3 separate regions of the Sus scrofa genome follow, and all the other regions are linked to region 2. Evidence: chromatin contacts called from public HiChIP or PLAC-seq and promoter capture Hi-C data. All regions are on one chromosome and are shown on one strand. The core of a region is the stretch at or near the end of the contact, and the rest is flanking DNA. Distances in the headings are between cores, read along the strand shown. Region 1 holds the start of TRAPPC2 (trafficking protein particle complex 2). Region 2 holds the start of PRPS2 (phosphoribosyl pyrophosphate synthetase 2). Region 3 holds the start of MSL3 (male-specific lethal 3 homolog (Drosophila)).

What was found. Promoter capture Hi-C pulls out the DNA fragments that hold promoters and counts their contacts. HiChIP or PLAC-seq counts read pairs in DNA pulled down with a chosen protein or histone mark.
Region 1: an H3K27ac HiChIP or PLAC-seq map of skeletal muscle shows a contact between it and region 2, with 7 times the contacts expected there. The contact joins the promoter of TRAPPC2 here to the promoter of PRPS2 in region 2. A contact is called at or near these places in 1 of 5 promoter capture datasets (liver) and 1 of 2 datasets of contacts at active chromatin or transcription factors (skeletal muscle).
Region 3: a contact with region 2 is called in a promoter capture Hi-C map of liver, with 18 times the contacts expected there. The contact joins the promoter of MSL3 here to the promoter of PRPS2 in region 2. A contact is called at or near these places in 2 of 5 promoter capture datasets (fetal liver and liver) and 1 of 47 Hi-C or Micro-C datasets (heart right ventricle).

The regions. Positions count from the first base shown.
Region 1 is chrX:10,364,739-10,367,974 of Sscrofa11.1, reverse strand. TRAPPC2 (trafficking protein particle complex 2) reads left to right here and starts at 1,880. Exons shown (of 5, transcript NM_001244809.1): 1 at 1,880-1,987. It overlaps OFD1 (oral-facial-digital syndrome 1 protein), which reads right to left. Exons shown (of 23, transcript XM_021079582.1): 2 at 1,184-1,282. The coding sequence starts at 1,276.
Region 2 is chrX:9,503,776-9,507,203 of Sscrofa11.1, reverse strand. PRPS2 (phosphoribosyl pyrophosphate synthetase 2) reads right to left here and starts at 2,170. Exons shown (of 7, transcript NM_001243801.1): 1 at 1,930-2,170. The coding sequence starts at 2,051. LOC110257839 (histone transcription regulator 3 homolog) reads left to right here and starts at 2,050. Exons shown (of 4, transcript XM_021080605.1): 1 at 2,050-2,128; 2 at 2,165-2,622. The coding sequence starts at 2,050.
Region 3 is chrX:8,517,833-8,521,302 of Sscrofa11.1, reverse strand. It overlaps MSL3 (male-specific lethal 3 homolog (Drosophila)), which reads right to left and starts at 1,904. Exons shown (of 13, transcript NM_001244081.1): 1 at 1,775-1,904; 2 at 354-436. The coding sequence starts at 1,876.

The sequences.
Region 1 (3,236 bases), core at 631-3,130, 860 kb before region 2:
TGCAGCACTATTCACAATAACCAAGACATGGAAACAACCTAAATGTCCATCAAGAGATGAATGGATTAAAGAAAATGTGGTACATATACACAATGGAATACCACTCAGCCATAAAAAAGAACAAAATGCAGAGTTGCCGCCATGGCACAGTGGAAATGAATCCCACTAGGAACCATGAGGTTGCGGGTGCAATCCCTGGCCTTGCTCAGTGGGTTAAGGATCCAGAATTACCATGAGTTGTGGTGCAGGTTGCAGATGCGGTTTGGATCTGGTGTTGCTGTGGCTGTGGTGTAGACCAGCAGCTGTAGCTCTGATTCAACCCTGGGAACCTCCATATGCCGCGGGAGCGGCCCAAGAAATAGCAACAACAACAACAACAACAAAAAGACAAAAAAAAAAAAAGAAATATTTGCTGCTCAAATATATATATATATATATATATACACACCTTTCTATATATCTATATACATACCTTTCTATGTATATATACACACACACCTTTCTATATATATATACACCTTTCTATATATATATACATATACATACATATACATATATACATATATATACATACACACATGTACTTTTTTTTTGTCTTTTTGCCTTTTTCTGGGCCCACTCCCGTGCATATGGAGACTCCCAGGCTAGGGGTCTAATAGGAGCTGTAGCCTCCGGCCTACGCCAGAGCCATAGCAACGCGGGATCCGAGCCATGTCTGGAACCTACACCACAGCTCACAGCAACACTGGATCCTTAACCCACTGAGCAAGGCCAGGGATCGAACCCGCAACCGCAGGGTTCCTAGTCAGATTCGTTTACCACTGTGCCACGACAGGAACTCCTACCTTTCAATATATTTTTAAAAAGAAATTTATCTTTCTACAGTAAACAGTCCCTTAAGTTTTCTATATAGTGACAATACTCTCCATTCGAATACGAGTATTATAAAACCACTTGTGAATTCAGCAACCTGTACTCCAGACTTTTGAAAACAAACCTCACTTTACTGAAGTGTGTTTACTGTTCTAAGACAAAAGTGTTACACAGGACAGAATAATGTAACTCACCAGTACATTCTGTACATCACACTATTTTTAAAACTCAAGACATGAATGTATTTAAGTATACAGGTTACAGGTTACACTTGTAAAAGTTATACAACAGATACGCCTAAAACTGATACCTTGAGTGTGTCCAGTATACCCCGATCCTTAAATGTCTGGTACAGCTTTTTGCGAAGTTCATCTTGACTCAACACGTCAGATTTGGGGGGCATGGTGGACTGTAAGAGAAAATGGTTACGGGTTATCTCTCAGGCAGAGGGGACCTGAATTACTGAAGACAGACCGGTGGCCTCAAAGTAAGCCCAGAGACGCTTTAACCGAAACAAAGCCTTCACTTTGGCCCGCCTCCAGGAAGCGGCTGGTGTATCTACCTGAGCCATCAGGTGTCGGCTTCCTCCCGAGCCCGTCCCAACCCTCCGTGGCACGAGTTCAAGACCTAGCCCAGCAGAATCCCTGCCCTCGGAGCCCCGCCTCTGTCCCAACGGATCCGGAGGAACAAGAGAGCCGAACACTGCCTCGCGCTCCGAACCAGGAACCGGGGCAGAAACGGCCACTTGCTTTCTCTGCGGTTCTGATGGGTGGGCGGGGCTGTGACCCACGCGCAACTCTCACGGCCAGAGAGGAGGCGGAGACCGGAAGAGAGGAGGCGCGGCGCAAGGAAACAAGCCGGGCGGCGTTCGCGGAGCTCAGAGCTGAGCCCACCCCTCCCCGAAGTCCTCTGAGCCCAGCCGCCCTATCTAGAGCGCTACAGCGCACGCGCCGGGCTGCGCAGCACTCCCGCCGGAAGCTCCGCCTACGTGTCGCAGGAGCGCAGCTGTGGAATCTCGCGAGGGTAGCTTCGGGAGTCCCCACTGCAGCTGTGGGGCGCGGGTCTCTGCCGCGGGGACTGACTGGGCGTTTCCGTTGCCGGCGTCTCGCCGCAGGTAGGGGACGGAGTGAGTGGGCGGCTCCGGGATTCTAGGGACGTCCTGTGCCCCGCGTGACCCGGCTGTTGACCTAGTCTCTCCCTTCTGCCCTGGGCCCAACCCGCCCGGCCAGTGCACACTTTAACAGGCAAACGTGCGCGGACTCTGGGGCTTTGCTTGTTCTGTTTTTTCACTAGGCCACTCAGGTAACCCCGGTTTTGTTAACCGCGGCACTACTGGCGTTTGGAGCCGGAAAATGTTTTCTTGTGAGGCTGTCCTGTGTACTATAGGATGTTGACCAGCATCCCTGGTTTTTATCCATTACATGTCAGTAGCACTCGGCCCCCCCCCCCGTTGTGACAATCATGAATGTCTCCCCACATTGCCAGGTCTTCCCTGGGAGGCATAATCGCCCCCCATGGAAAACCGAGCGTGCGGTGAGGAAGATAGGTGAACTGTGTTCCTACGATGTTTAAATCTAATTAGAAAAGGAACCAGTCTCTCTAGAAGCAATAATAACATTAAAGCCTGAGAATTGGCTAAGATACATTTTAAGACTTCATCAGGGCTTTGCTAGGTAGGATTTGGATGGTGGGCAGAAAGCATGGGAGGAAGGGGAAAATTCTCAAAAGAATTTAAAAAAAAAATCGTGATACTCTCAAGAGCAGACGAAACTTGCTTGACTCCAGAGCCCCATCCAGTGGGTATGAGGTATTTAAGTCCTACGAAGACAGAATTGGGCCAGTGCTGGCTGTGTGAACAGCAGTGATAAGTACAATGAATTTTGACCCCTAGTCATTCGAGGCTTAGAAAATGTAAGAAACATCAAGCGTGAGAGGACTTCAACAGGAGGTAGGGAGTGTGTAGGTTGGTGTTGGGAAATAATTTGAGGAGGGATTTGATTGGACTTAAAAAGATGGGTAAGGTTTACACATGGAATCAGGGAGAGTATGCCAGGCCAGGAAACTTAACTGGAGTGGACACAATCACAGCTGGGGAGAAAAAAAATAAGTAGCCCAGTCCACTCTAGCCGATGTAGGGAAGTGAGATTGAGCAAAGCCATGCACAGCAACATAGGACTAGGTTTTAAATATTGGTACTTGATCTTGTAGATGAGAAGCATTAAGGCTTTTGAGCAGAATAGTGAAATGATGAAACATGTTCAAAGGTGTTCATGTTGCAGATACTGTTAAATAAAAACACATCTGTGCCTCAATACCCTGTTACCCCCACTTTTGGTCCTCAGATTACATAGAGTTAGATTCAA
Region 2 (3,428 bases), core at 921-3,420:
GTCCTAGGATGTCGCTGTGGGATTTCACGGGTCTATGGTAAAGCTGGGACGACATCCTCCTGCAGAGCTGACAGGATTTAGAGATGAGAAGGTGAAATCATGGAGACTGTGTGTCCAATCAGACAGTGTCTTATAAATGAGGAATGGGGCCAGTGAGCACCAGCAGACAGCAGACCAGATTTCTGGTCCTGGCTGAGGGATCGAGTCAGGAAGGGGCCCCTGGACAGAAATTGCATCAATGCTCTCAGCCTTTTGCCCGTCTGCGTCTCATCTCTAGGACCACCTTGGTAAAAACTGGATCCCTAGCACCGTACCTGACACAGGAAGGCCTGTTTGTAAAAATCAACCTCTGGACCTAGACAGTTCGTGGAAAAGAGAACAGTCAGGAAATTAACCTTTTAAAAGTCTAGATCGTAAAAACATCAAACATATGTAAAAGCATAGAAGGTAACTCCGTAAGCAATGCCCGGACTTCATGCTGAGTGGTTTCTGAAATCTCTTGATTTCCAATTATCAAGAGGCTGTTCTAAAACAGGCAAAAGCAAGTAATTTCTCCTTGACTTACAGGCCACCACCCATTATCACACTCTTCTGAAAGCTCCTGCAACGTGCATGGGACTGGCAAAATGCTGCCGCATTCAAACCTAGATCGACGATCCTTCTCCAGAGCCCTAGGCATCCTCCAAGACCTCTGGATGCCAAGCGGCATTCTTTAGCTGAATGACTCCTGCATTAGTACCATCAGACACCCATTCGCAAATGTTTCTTCACTTCCATTACCGTCAGGGCAGCATACCAGGCATTTTCCACCTGGAAGAAGGGCTTCCCATATCCCCGAGAGCTGACTCAACAGCCAACTCCAGCTTCTGGACATGGAGTAACATCTCTCCTCCGTATCTAAGCCATCTTGGCCTAATTCAAGATCATTCAATTGTCTCCCCTGTTTCCTCCGAGAAGTTTCTAGTTTTAGGTTTTTCATTTAGGCCCGTGATCCATTTTCAAGTTCATCTTTGAAATGGTGGGAAGTACGGATGCAGTTGTTTTTATTTTTGTTTGGGGGATGGTTTGTTTGGGGGGGGGTGTCTGTGTTTGGTTTTATTTGGCAGCTGCAACAACTGTGCCAGCACCACTTGTTGAAAAGGCTGGCTGAACTGGATCTTTGCCAAAGATATCTGAGGGGGCCACCGGCCTGACCTCACTGAACAGAACAGACTACTTCTTGTGGACCTGAGACAGAGGCAGCAGTTACCCTCAAGCCATCATGGCCTTGCTGCCGGACACAGCAGAGACCCAGGACGACGACGAAGCTGAAAAAAGTCCATCAACTCTGAGGCAGAAAAGTTAACAGCACAGGGGATCCCAGCACGTGCGCCCGCGAGTTCCCAGGCTCTAAACACTATGCAGGACCACAACCTGGATAACTCAGACACCAGCACCCTGGACGCCCAACTCTGTCACCTGTGAGCTTTTAAAACGCCCCCAGACTCGGATCAGAATCTCTGGGGCATGGCAGGGAAGCGGCATTTTCAACCGTCCGCGGCGAATCCAGCGCGCTGCTGGGGCCGGGGACGTGGGCGGGACGCTCCCGACAGAGCCCGCCCGGGGCTTAGGATCTGCCCAGCAGGAACCCGGACCCCGGGTCGAGCACGCCCAGGGGCGTCCCTCCCCGCGTGCCCCGCACCGACGCGGTTCCCGCCGGCTGCACCCACCTCTTCCCGACACCCTGTGACCGCCCCGAGGTCGCTCTTCCGGGCTGGGGCCGCCCTCCTCGGCTTCTCCCGGACGCCGCGGCGGTGGCGCGGAGGCCGCATAGTGGCCGTCCCGCCCCGGAAGGGGAGCGGGCGGCCGCGGAGGGGGTCCCGGGCGGGCGCCGGCCCCGGCCCGGCCCCGCAACCGCAAGCCCAGCGCCCTCCCCGGCTCGGCCCCCACCTGGTCTCCTGGTTGCTGAACTTCTTGGTGACCACCTTGCCCAGCTCCAGGCCGAGCCGGTCGGCCACGCGCTGGGACAGGTCCTGGTGCGAGCTGCCGCTGAAGAGCACGATGTTGGGCATGGTTGCGCGCGGGGCTACAAGCGGCGCGGGGCGGCACAGGCGGCAGAAGCACGGGAGGCCCCGACGAGAGCGGGAAAGCGCGAGTGGAGGACACCAGCAGGAGCGGAGCTAAGAGGAGCTGGAGGGGGCGGAGCGGGCAGGAGGAGGAGCCGGAGAGACGGGGCTGGAGGAGGAGGAGGAGCCCGAGGAACCGCAAGGCGCAGCCGCAAGTCTCGGAGGAGGAGCTGGAGGGAGGCGGAGCTGCGGGAGGAGGGGCGAGAAGAAAAGGAACGCGCAGTCGCGGAATCCGGAGGCGGAGCTGGAGGGCCCCGGACGGAGGAAGGAGGGGCTGCGGGGTGGGAAGAACGCGAAAGCGCAGCCGCGGGCTCCGGAGGAGGAGCTGGAGGGGGCAGAGCTGCGGGAGGAGGGGCGAGAAGAAAAGGAACGCGCAGCCGCGGAACCGGAGGCGGAGCTGGAGGGCCCCGGACGGAGGAAGGAGGGGCTACGGGGTGGGAAGAACGGAAAAGCGCAGTTGCGGGGCTCGGAGGAGGAGCCGAGGGCGGAGGAGCGGGAAAGCACAGCCGCGGTTCCGGTAGGAGGAGCTGGAGGGGACCGAGCTGAGGGAGGAGGGGCTTGAGGAGGAGGTGGGGTGGGAAAGGGCAGCGGCGGAACCCGGAGGTGGAGCTGCCGGAGGAGGAGCTGAAGGGAGAGGGGCGGGGGAGGAGGAGCTGGAGCGGGAAGGGAGGAGGCGGGGCGGGAGGAGAAGCCGGCGGAGCGGGAGAGGGAGGGGGAGCAGGCTTGGAGAAAGTTCCTGCGAGTGCTGCCAGGCGGGGGATGCTAACACCAAGGCGATAGGATGAGAAACCCTGGGTGGCCTGGCTCCAAGGGAGAGCTGCGGGACCCTAATCTTGACTTTTCTGTCCTGCTTCGCGGGGGCGAGTCAATGAACCGGATTAACTGGGCACAGAGGGAGGGTGCGGAAAGTGGCGATGGAGGCGCCTTGCAGCCAGGAGCGACCCCCAACCTGGAATAACCCAAAACCCGTTGCAGATCACTGGTGCCCAACTGCAGGGGGTCTGCAAACGCATGCTGCCTGTTTGTACCAGAGCGCTAAACATTGTTTTACTCTTGAACATGTGTGTATCGATGATAATGACGACAATACCTTTGGACTCCAATTAGAAATATTATCCCTTTCAAAAAGGAACACCTTTCTCTCATTAGTGGGTGTGTACTGCAAAAAAAAAAGAAAAAAAAACCCACTCAATTACTATTCTAGTTTGGATTCCATCAATAAAACATTGTGAAAGTTTGTTTTCTCTCTTGTTACATATCTACTTACATGATATCCTCGCCGGTTTTCCTCTTGGCCCACAAATCCTGAATTATTTACCTAGG
Region 3 (3,470 bases), core at 655-3,154, 990 kb after region 2:
AAAAGCATGTAACATTCAGTATTTCAGTTTGATACGAAACAAATGCTAACAGCACATCAGAGAATTACTTCACATTTGAGAAAACTATTGAAATATTTTAAAATCACACAAAAGATGCAAATAAACTGAAAAAGGAACTCATTCAGACACAGAAGCAACCGGGGTTTCCACAATGACCCAAAGAGAATAAAAATACAATCGATTTAGAAGTCATCATTCTTCCAAGGAGGCAAGGTTTGATTAAAAAACAACAACAACAGGAAATGAAGTGTTTCTAAAACTTAACAAAGACGTTTGCAATGTGCCTGTGCAGAGATTATCAACTTTCCGTCCGGTTTAACAAGTACACTCACCTCCTGTTCCAACCATTAAAATGGATCAGATATTCTGGGATCTTTCTGCCTTTTTCGTCTTTCCCAACAATAACATCGACAATCTGAAACCAGGAAATGTTGTCCACAAACGACAGAACATACAGAATATTGGAAGCTGGATCAGGAAAACTAGATCATCGACCTTTTTTTAAAAGAAAAGAAAGCATTCTCTCCTTTTTTAGACAGAGAGCGGGGCTGAAACATTTTTCCTTTCAATTCCATTTTTTTTCCTGAGTGGATGCCTCAAAATAGGAAACATCCCTCCAACCAACCCCTGATTGGTCTCTGACTGTGAGAAAGGGTGCCACTTCTGAAGGCATTGGCCGGCCAATGTGTCACTAACCAGAGTCCAGGCCAGACCAGCGAGCTGCAGCCGTGAGACCTCTGGGAGTTGTAGTCTGCTGGGCTCCGCTGCGTCCAGGGCCAGTTCGGCTGGCGGATTAGGCCATCCCTCCCAGCGATGTCCCCAGGGGGAACGTCTGGGGCGAATGATGGGGCGTGTCACCCTTAAGGAGACTCCAGGCGGGGAGGGAGGAGGCACAGCTAACGGAGACGGGGGCAGCGGGGGGCGGAGCCCGAAAGGCCTGGGATGTCCTCTCCAGGGCAGCGCCGCCCAGACACACCTGGGGCCTGGGACCTGGGGCCCGGGGCCCAGGGCCGGACCCCACCCCCAGACTGCGAGGCCCACTCCCCCTCGCCATCCAGACCTGAGGAGCTGCAGATGTGGCTCAATTTCCCCCCAAGCCCCCGAGATTTAGGTGGAGTGGCACGGGGCGCGACACGGAGACTGAAAATGTAAATGTCGCAAGGCCCTGAAGGACGAAGACACCGGATCAACCTTGCCCTCGGGGTGAGGGGTCAAGGCCTAAGGGAGGGACCAGGCCCAGATACGCCTGGGTCCCAGGGCAACGACGTCGCCAGAAGGGGGCCATCGCGGTGGCGCTTGGATACGGGGCGGGGGGGGGGGTCAGGGCGTGGGACGGGAGCCCGTGGGGCGCTACACCGCGCAGCCTAAGGGGAAATTTAACCCGAAGGCAGAGACTGTGTGCGAGCGGTCTCCCGGCTGCGCGGCCCACAGCGGCCCTCGCGTGGGCAAACGGGGGCCGCGGCCCCTGCCACAGCCTCTGGACACCGGAAGTGCGAGGTTTCCGATGGCGCCCACACCGCCACCGGCACCAGGCGGAAGCGGAAGCGCCCGAGCCCCGACTCCCCAGCGCCGTGCCCCGCGAGCGCCCCCTGCCGCCCGCGCGGCGCCGCGCAGGCCGAGGAGCCGCTAGCAGGGAGCGCCCCAGCCCCGCCACTTCCCCCGCGCCGCGGCGCCATCCGCACCCGCATCCGCGTTCGCCTCCCGTCCCGGGGTCCCCGTCCCGCGCGTCCTCCCTGTCCCTCCGCGGCGGCACCTTGGCATCGTACAGCACTCGCGCCTTGGTGGGGTCAGGCTCGAAGCACAGCACTTTCTCCCCTGAGTGGAATTTAAATTTCATGCCCTCGCTCGCGCTCATTTGCTCATCGTGGCGGAGGGCGAGGCTCCGGGGCGGGCGGAGCGCGCGCGGTGGGGGAGGGGGGTGGGGGCGGGGAGGTGGCGCGCTGTGGCGGGGGTGGTGGGGACGGAGCGGGGACTGGCGGAGGCTGCGGCCGTCCCGCCCTCCGCCCCGCCTCTGCCCGCCCCGCGCCACTGCCGGACCTCGGAGCGGCCGGACGCGCGCGCTCCCGACCGGGCGCGCCTCTGCGAGTTCCCGCCGGGCTCTGGGTAGACGGCGAGTGGGGAGCCCGCGCCCCAGGTCCGCCCGCCCAGCGGCCCCTCCAGCCTTCCTAGGAAGGGGTCGCGCCCACGGGGTCATCGCGCCGGACGCGCGCTCTTCGGTCCCGGGACGGGAGATGCCCGGACAGAGCCCGTCTATGAGGGGGCACTGGCGGTGGGGAGGCCGGCGGCCGCCCTCTGGGAGCTCCTTGGCCACGCCGCGTCGGCCACCTAAGCGGAGCGCGCGCCGCCAAGTAGGGCCAAGCGGGGAGGATGTAGCGCCGGAGTCGGGTCTAGATGGGCAGCGGTCTTGGGCGGGGGCGGAAGGTTGTAGGGTGAAGAAAGCACTGGGGCACCTCTGGGCCAGGAGGAGCAGGTGGCAGGCCTGGAGCCCTCCTGTGACAGCGGGTGAGAAGTGGGCGGCGAGGCTGATGAGTCCTTACCAGGTCTTTAACATCCTAAGTCTCAGCTTCCAGCGTGGTGTCTCAGCCCCCAGAACGTGCAGTGAGGTTCCGTTAAGGTCATCTTCTGCCATACACTGAAAACTCCCTGCAGTTGAGAGGTATTGTGTGGCCTGTCCTAGCGGGTACCTACACAGAAGGGATGCCCAGGCGACATGGGATGAAGGAATGACAAACGCTGGGAGACGCTTTTTTTTTTTTTGGCCCGCAGCCAAGGCTGGCGTAAGTTCTGGGGCCAGGGATCAAGCCCTAACCTGCCTCACAGCAGTGACCCGAGCCACAGCAGTGACAACAGCTGGATCCTTAGCTGCTAAGCCCCCAGGGAAGTCCCTGGAAGACCCTTCTTGAAGGGCAAACCTCTAGAGACACGAAAGACGGTGCTGGGTGTGTTTTCCTTTGAGGAATGGGCAGTCTTAAGGCAATGTAGTTGGTGCATTGGGACCCACTGGAGACCAGCTCTGAGGTCCTAGTGAACTGCCAGGTCTCCACACTCTGGGCTCCGTTCCTGCTTCCAGAAATGTGCACTTGCTTCCGCCTTCACTGGGTTCCTGGTACACATCCTTCACACTTCAGTTTGGACACAGCCACGAGATAGACCCCTCCAGGATTCCCTCACTGCTCTCCACTTATCCATTCCTTGCAGTTACTGCTCTGCAGGAGGAGGGCTTTTCATTTGCAAAATGCCCTCCTTAAGATGCCCAGCTCCTTGATGCTTGGGAAGGCAGGGCTGGAGGAACTCTCACCCAGTTCATCAGTGCATGCTCCTGGCACACAGTGAAGATTGACTAACTGATCGATTGATTGACTAGATTACAGATTTATGAAATAGAATCCACAAAACTCAGTGATGCATTGGATACGAAGGTGGAAAGGAAAGGAGGAATTCCTCTGGCC